2 separate regions of the Mus musculus genome follow, and region 2 is linked to region 1. Evidence: chromatin contacts called from public Hi-C data. All regions are on one chromosome and are shown on one strand. Each heading gives the region's core, a stretch centred on a gene start, on an enhancer-like site or on the middle of the called end of the contact. The rest is flanking DNA. Distances are from core to core; before and after follow the strand shown.

What was found. A called contact is a pair of places that touch in the nucleus more often than the background predicts.
Region 2: a contact with region 1 is called in a Hi-C map of epidermal suprabasal cells, with 2.3 times the contacts expected there. The contact joins two enhancer-like sites. A contact is called at or near these places in 1 of 39 promoter capture datasets (the 3T3-L1 cell line), 4 of 484 Hi-C or Micro-C datasets (the 3T3-L1 cell line, bone marrow-derived macrophages, epidermal suprabasal cells and 1 more) and 1 of 115 datasets of contacts at active chromatin or transcription factors (the SCID.adh cell line).

The regions. Positions count from the first base shown.
Region 1 is chr12:52,748,757-52,751,687 of GRCm38.p6, reverse strand. All of the region lies in intron 1 of Akap6 (A kinase (PRKA) anchor protein 6), which reads right to left. Among named protein-coding and RNA genes, the nearest start is that of Gm51971, 48 kb to the left of the region's middle. Within about 2 kb of position 1,432, at least 33 of the 459 cell types and tissues checked have an H3K27ac peak or open chromatin away from gene starts, as enhancers often do. A contact at or near this core is called in epidermal suprabasal cells, where this site is marked.
Region 2 is chr12:52,817,263-52,820,193 of GRCm38.p6, reverse strand. All of the region lies in intron 2 of Akap6 (A kinase (PRKA) anchor protein 6), which reads right to left. It overlaps Gm51971 (a long non-coding RNA gene), which reads right to left. Exons shown (of 2, transcript XR_003950181.1): 1 at 1,603-2,931. Among named protein-coding and RNA genes, the nearest start is that of Gm51971, 20 kb to the right of the region's middle. Within about 2 kb of position 1,378, at least 106 of the 459 cell types and tissues checked have an H3K27ac peak or open chromatin away from gene starts, as enhancers often do. A contact at or near this core is called in epidermal suprabasal cells, where this site is marked.

The DNA.
Region 1 (2,931 bases), core at 183-2,682:
CAGTCAAAACAGAGGAGTGCCACACCATGCTCCTTTGCAACTGTCTTGGTTCATTTCTCTGTTGCTGTGGATAAAACGTGAACCAAAACCAACTTGGAGAGGACAGTGCTTAATTTTGCTGGAAGACTACAGTCAATAGAGGGAAGCTAGGGCATGAACCTGGAGTAAGGAACTGGAGCAAAGACAGTGGTAGAACCTGGTTTGCCCCATTGCTCCATGACTTGCTCAGTTTGATTTCACACACAACCCAGGACCACCTGCCCAGCAGCGGCACCAATCCCAACCAATAACTAATCAAGAAAATGCCCCACAGACAGGCTAATCTAATAAAGGCAACTCTTCAGTTGAGGTTCCCTCTTCCCAAGTGACTCTGGTTTATGTCAAGTTGACAAAACTATTCATCAGAGCAACCGAACTCCTCCTCTTGAAACCCATGAAAGAGAACCCCAAATATCTGGAGCCTTTGAGCATCCTCACTCCCCATGCTGCCTGCCCACCCACTCACCCACCATGTGGCCTAATGTCACTCTTGACCATGTATTTCTTGCCTCTAATTTCCTTGGGCTCTTGATATTTTTCCTTGCTACCTTTAAATCTATGTGAACCCTTATTTTAATTCTTTGAACAAGTGGCCAAGAATCTGGAAATGTTTACCCCAGCCCTGGTCACTGCTAACAACATGGACCGTAAACATGGATGTTTCTTGTGTTTCAATTAAGTTAAGTCATTTTTTAGGATTTGCAAATTTTAAGCAAAAAAAAATGATCATCTTCATGAAGTAGACCTGCCATTCTGATCAATGTGGTTAAAAGGAAGAGGAGAAGGTCTCTCTCTTTTTAAGACCTTTGGTTGAATTCTGGCTTCACAGCTTGAGTCAGAATTGGTGTGCAAATAACTGTGGTTCCTCTTTCTCTTTAATCTTCCAGAGTTAGAGGTTCTTCCTTTAATATTATTAGGGAAGCCATACCTCTCCCTTTCAATAAGTGTTTTCAATCTAAATAATGGCTGCTGCTATTGTTACACACAGAGAAAAATGCTTTCTTAGGCCCAAGTTTCTTTGCGGGGTGTGGTGAAGACCTCCGGAGTGTCTTGATACAAGTGAGCTCAAAGCAAGACCAGAGCAGCACTTGTGGGGACCGATGGCTACAACTACTGCCATGTCAAATCCACTGCCTGTTGTCCCTGGTGCCAATCAGATCAAGGGCTAGGATACTCATAAAACTCCCACTAATTTTATAGGTCATCATTACCATCAATGAGATCAATTTTTACAATTGCAGGTTTCACCGTAAGCTTCCCCCACATGTCTTCCTCCATCCTAACTTGCTCATCCGAATCCCTCCCCATTCCCACACATGCAAGCTGGGTGTCTGCAGAGCTTAGGCTCCGGGCACTTTGTCGGTGGCGGCAGTCACTCTCCCTGAGATCAGAGCCAGCAACAATAAGTGTTCTTTGTTCTCCTTGCTTCGGGAAGCTCGCTGAGAGGCAGGGCTGCCCTACCACAGAACATGCCGAACCAGTTCCGATGAACCAGTTCATCAGAGACACTGTAATAGCACAAGGAATGCGGCCCGAGGCCAGGAAACCCAAATTCTTTACCACATATTTTTCAACGTAAATGAATCATTTCACACCCTTAAAACTCAGTGGAAGTCCAATGTCACATTGATTACCAAAACCTTCTGATGTTGACCCCTGAGCAGCTAATATAGGCTACCCCTTGCTCCTCCCCTCCTGTAGTTAAACTGTAGTAGCAAACCATGAACAAGAAACTCATGACTTCTAGATTTCACTCTCTACTCTCCCATAAAAATATACAGAGAGATTTTTTTTTTAATTCCCAATCCTTTGCAAACAAGGACAACACAAAACCCAGAGCCTTACCCTGGAGAATTCACCTATCCCTCTGGTAAATTAGCCTGGTAGAGAAATCAGGCCCTTTCCCTGCTATTCTACCAGGAAAAGAGCACAGTCTTGGGCCTATAACCTGCTTTCTTAAATTAGTGGATTTTGTTCCTTCCTGCCACTGCCCCAAACCTAAGTTTTCAGTTAGGAGGTATTAAACACTGGACAGTTCTCTGAATTCTAGCACTGAGCACATTGCTAGAGGCTGTTTTCTAATCAGGAATCACCAGCCCATTTCTGGTGACAGGCCAAAAAAAAAAAAAAAAGAGAGAAGAAGAAGAAGAAAAGGGAGGAGGAGGAGGAGGAGGAGGAGGAGGAGGAGGAGGAGAAGAAGAAGAAGAAGAAGAAGAAGAAGAAGAAGAAGAAGAAGAAGAAGAAGAAGAAGAAGAAGAAGAAGAAGAAGAAGAAGAAGAAGAAGAAGAAGAAAAGAGCAGCTTGTTTGGTGGAGAATGTGTGGAATGACAATCCACTGGGGAGTGAGAAACCGCAGGTCACCCAAGGCAGCAGGGATGCTAACACTCTCATGCTGGACGTCATTCTCAAAACACAGTAGGAACATACCATGTTAGAGGCTAATACCTAGTCTCTCAATAATATCCTTTTCCCATTGTGTTGGGGCAGACAATGACTCCTCCTTGGGTTAGGTCATACGAAAAGGTTAGCTTGTATTGGAGCCATGTTTGAACTAGAATCATATTCCGTCCTTGAAGACGCTCTGACAATGTGAGGCCTAAGGGAGTCAGTCAGAAAAGGCAAAGCTTGCATACCTCCCATCCCCAGGAGCGCCGGTCAGGGTTAGGAGCATCGATTGAATTGACGAGCAGAATTGTACACAGTAATCTGTTTTCAAACATTTCTTGTTAAACTTCTATAAGTTTAACGTCTTGTAACTTAACTCCATCATAATACCACCAGTACTGGATTTCCTAGAGAGTGGACAAATTTAGGTATTTTGTTTCAGTTTTAGGATATATAGGAAACTGTAGGTTTCATAAAACGAGTCATTCTAGAAAATAAAATACCAGA
Region 2 (2,931 bases), core at 129-2,628, 69 kb before region 1:
CTAAGTAAATGTCAGTTACCCAACACCAGCATGACTTTCACGTTCAAGACAGTAAAATCATCTCCTGACTGTACCCTTCAAAATGGGGGTGGGGTGGTGGGAGGGGGACCCTAAAGGAGACCCCGACTAGACAGTAAGAAGTCGGGGTATTGGGTTCCACCACCTGCTAGGAATGAGCCCCACTAGTTCATTTCATGTCTCTGGAGTCTTGTGTTGTGTATAGAAAGAACAGAATAGTTGGATGGTCTGTCATCTCATTCTCTCCATTCTAACACCAAAACCAAAGTCACCTCACTTCTCTCAGTGTCCTTGGAGAGTTCTGCCTTCCTATTAGCAAATGCCTATGCCTACAATCACAATGATTCTGGAGCCACAGGCTCTACCCCATAAGGAAATCTCCTGGGCCGCAATCTTACCCCGATCTCCACAACTATTCTTTCTTTTGTGTTAAACTAGATAACAACATATTCGTGGTTCCCACCCCTGTCCTTACAACTATCATACAAATTAATATAAATACCATACATGGCCTTGATGTTTTATTTTTAAAGTATTAGTATGTTTATATTACTTGTATCTCGTGATTACCCAGTAAGGGACAGGGTAAGTATTCTAATGGCTCTAGTTTAAATGGCAAAGTTCAGTGACTCACAGCAGGCCAAAGGAATTACAGTCATTTGATACAGTTGCTAAAGGGTAGCTTGGAAATATGAACCAAAATTGGACAATGTAGACCAATTCCAATTTTCAACATTTAGATAAGTATACGAAGGCAAATATGCAAAAAAAAGAGTCAAATTGTTTTCAAAACAGGGAAAATAGAAGCAATCTATATATTTATCCGTAGATAAGTGAATTAAGGACCATCCAAGCAGTAGAACACAATGGAGCACTTATAGTAAGAGCAAAGGACCCTGTATGATACAGTAGAACTATGGAGAGAAGGTAAGTTAGCCTGCTCTACAGTGTGGCTCCTCCCCTGGGCAGAAGCCGTTCTCTGGGCTTTCCAGTCCAGTCCGACACGCTCTACCCTTACTGTGTTTGAGCATGTAACTGAGTTTTTGTTAGTTTAAGTTCATTTTAATTAATTTAAATTTAAATAATCGCATGTGACCAGACGCTACCCTACTGGACAGGATGGTGAGATAGACATAGATATTTCACGTGTTACTTTATAAACAGAAAAGTATGTAAAAATCAACACAAACACCACGAACAACAAAAAGCAATCGGGACCACATCTAGAGGACAGCCAGGAGATACAGAAGAGATTTAGTCAACAGAAACTTCTCCAGAGACGCTGCTGTGCGGGGAGCAGGGTGTGGTGTATGCATGTGGTTTCCATACCGTGCATGACTGTGCTCCTTGGAAAGTTTCCTAGATACCAGTCCACACGCCCACAAATAAACAAGAGCATGCCAAGAAAGCAGCGTCCTCTGTTGCAGCTCCCCAGGAGATGAAGAAGAGAGGAGGATCATGGGAGGGAGCAGAAAGTAGAAGCTGGAACCCTGACAGCAGGGTCCTTTTTCCTGAGAGGGTAATAAATTATTCAGCTCCCAGAATGGATTTGTGGGAAGTAGGAAGCTTGTGTTTTCTACTTACCAGCTTTGAGTATATCAAAATGGAGAACTCAACAACACACCGTATTTTCTCATGTAGCAGCCAGCCTAAAAGAGAGTCTTGAGAATCGTGCAAACCAGCTAACAGTTAACGTAATTTTTGACCTACACAAAGCATGGGGTGGGGGCTGGGTTGTCTGTTGCAGTGTTTCCCAAGTCTGATCTGTTTGCAGATAGGAAGCCTTTCTCCGTCAAATGAGGTTTTCATTGCCAGATTGTTAGACAGCTGAGAAAAAAGATAATAATCAAGCTCTCTCTTTTTTTTCATTTGTGGTTTTCTCAGCTTGGGTTATTAGAAATGAAACATAGTAATACTTCATTAGAGATTCCGGAATCAGAGAAGCTTCCTGGTGCTGGGCACATCGCTCAGTTAATTCAGCGCTTGTCTGGCATGAACAAGGCTCCAAATTCAAACCTCAGTATCTAGGGAAAAAGTAAGAAAGGGGGCAGGATGGTATAGAGGGGTGAGGGAAGGAAGGAAAAGAAAGAGGCAAGAGGAAAAGGAAGGGAAAAATAAGCTGGAGAGATGGCTCAGTCAGTATAACATTTGCCTTGGAAGCGGGAGGTCTTGAGTTCGATCCCCAGAGCCTACAGAAAATCACGGGTGTGGCGGGTGTGGCAGTACATGCTAGTGATCCCAGAATTGAGGAGGCTGTACTGACTGAAGCCAATGGAAAGACCTGTCTGAAGGTGTGCAGCAACTGAGTAAGGACACCTGAGATTAGCCTCCCACAAGCCCATGCAGGCGTGTGCACACACGCATGCCTTCACACCCTCCCCAAACACATCACAAGGAGCTTTATCAGCCCAGTTGACTACATTGGTCCAAGTTTATCATTCCATTTTGAGTGTGTGTGTGTGTGTGTGTGTGTGTGTGTGTGTGTGTGTATGCTCATGTGCATGCGAAGTTACATGAGCACAACCAGGGACGGATATCTGGTGCTCTGCTCTGTGATGTTCTGCCTTATTCCCTCGAGGCGGGGTCTCCCAATGGACCTGGAGCTAGGCTGGGCCAGCAAGCCCTAATGACACCCGACAGCCATATAGACTCTGAGGTGACAGGTGTTCATGTGTGAGCATAGTTAGCTTTTTACACGGTTCTGGCAATCTGAACTTAGTCCTCAATACTTGTATAGCTAAGCTCTCTTACCTGCTGTGCGATCTCCCTACCTTAAACTATATCATTCCTACTAAAATAAAACAAACCAAGACAAGAAAGCTATAAAGGAATTTCTCAATGTCACTTTTTAGCGGGAAACCAAAAACTTTCATGGAGAGTTAAGGAAAGAGGAAACATTTGGTACCGATGTAC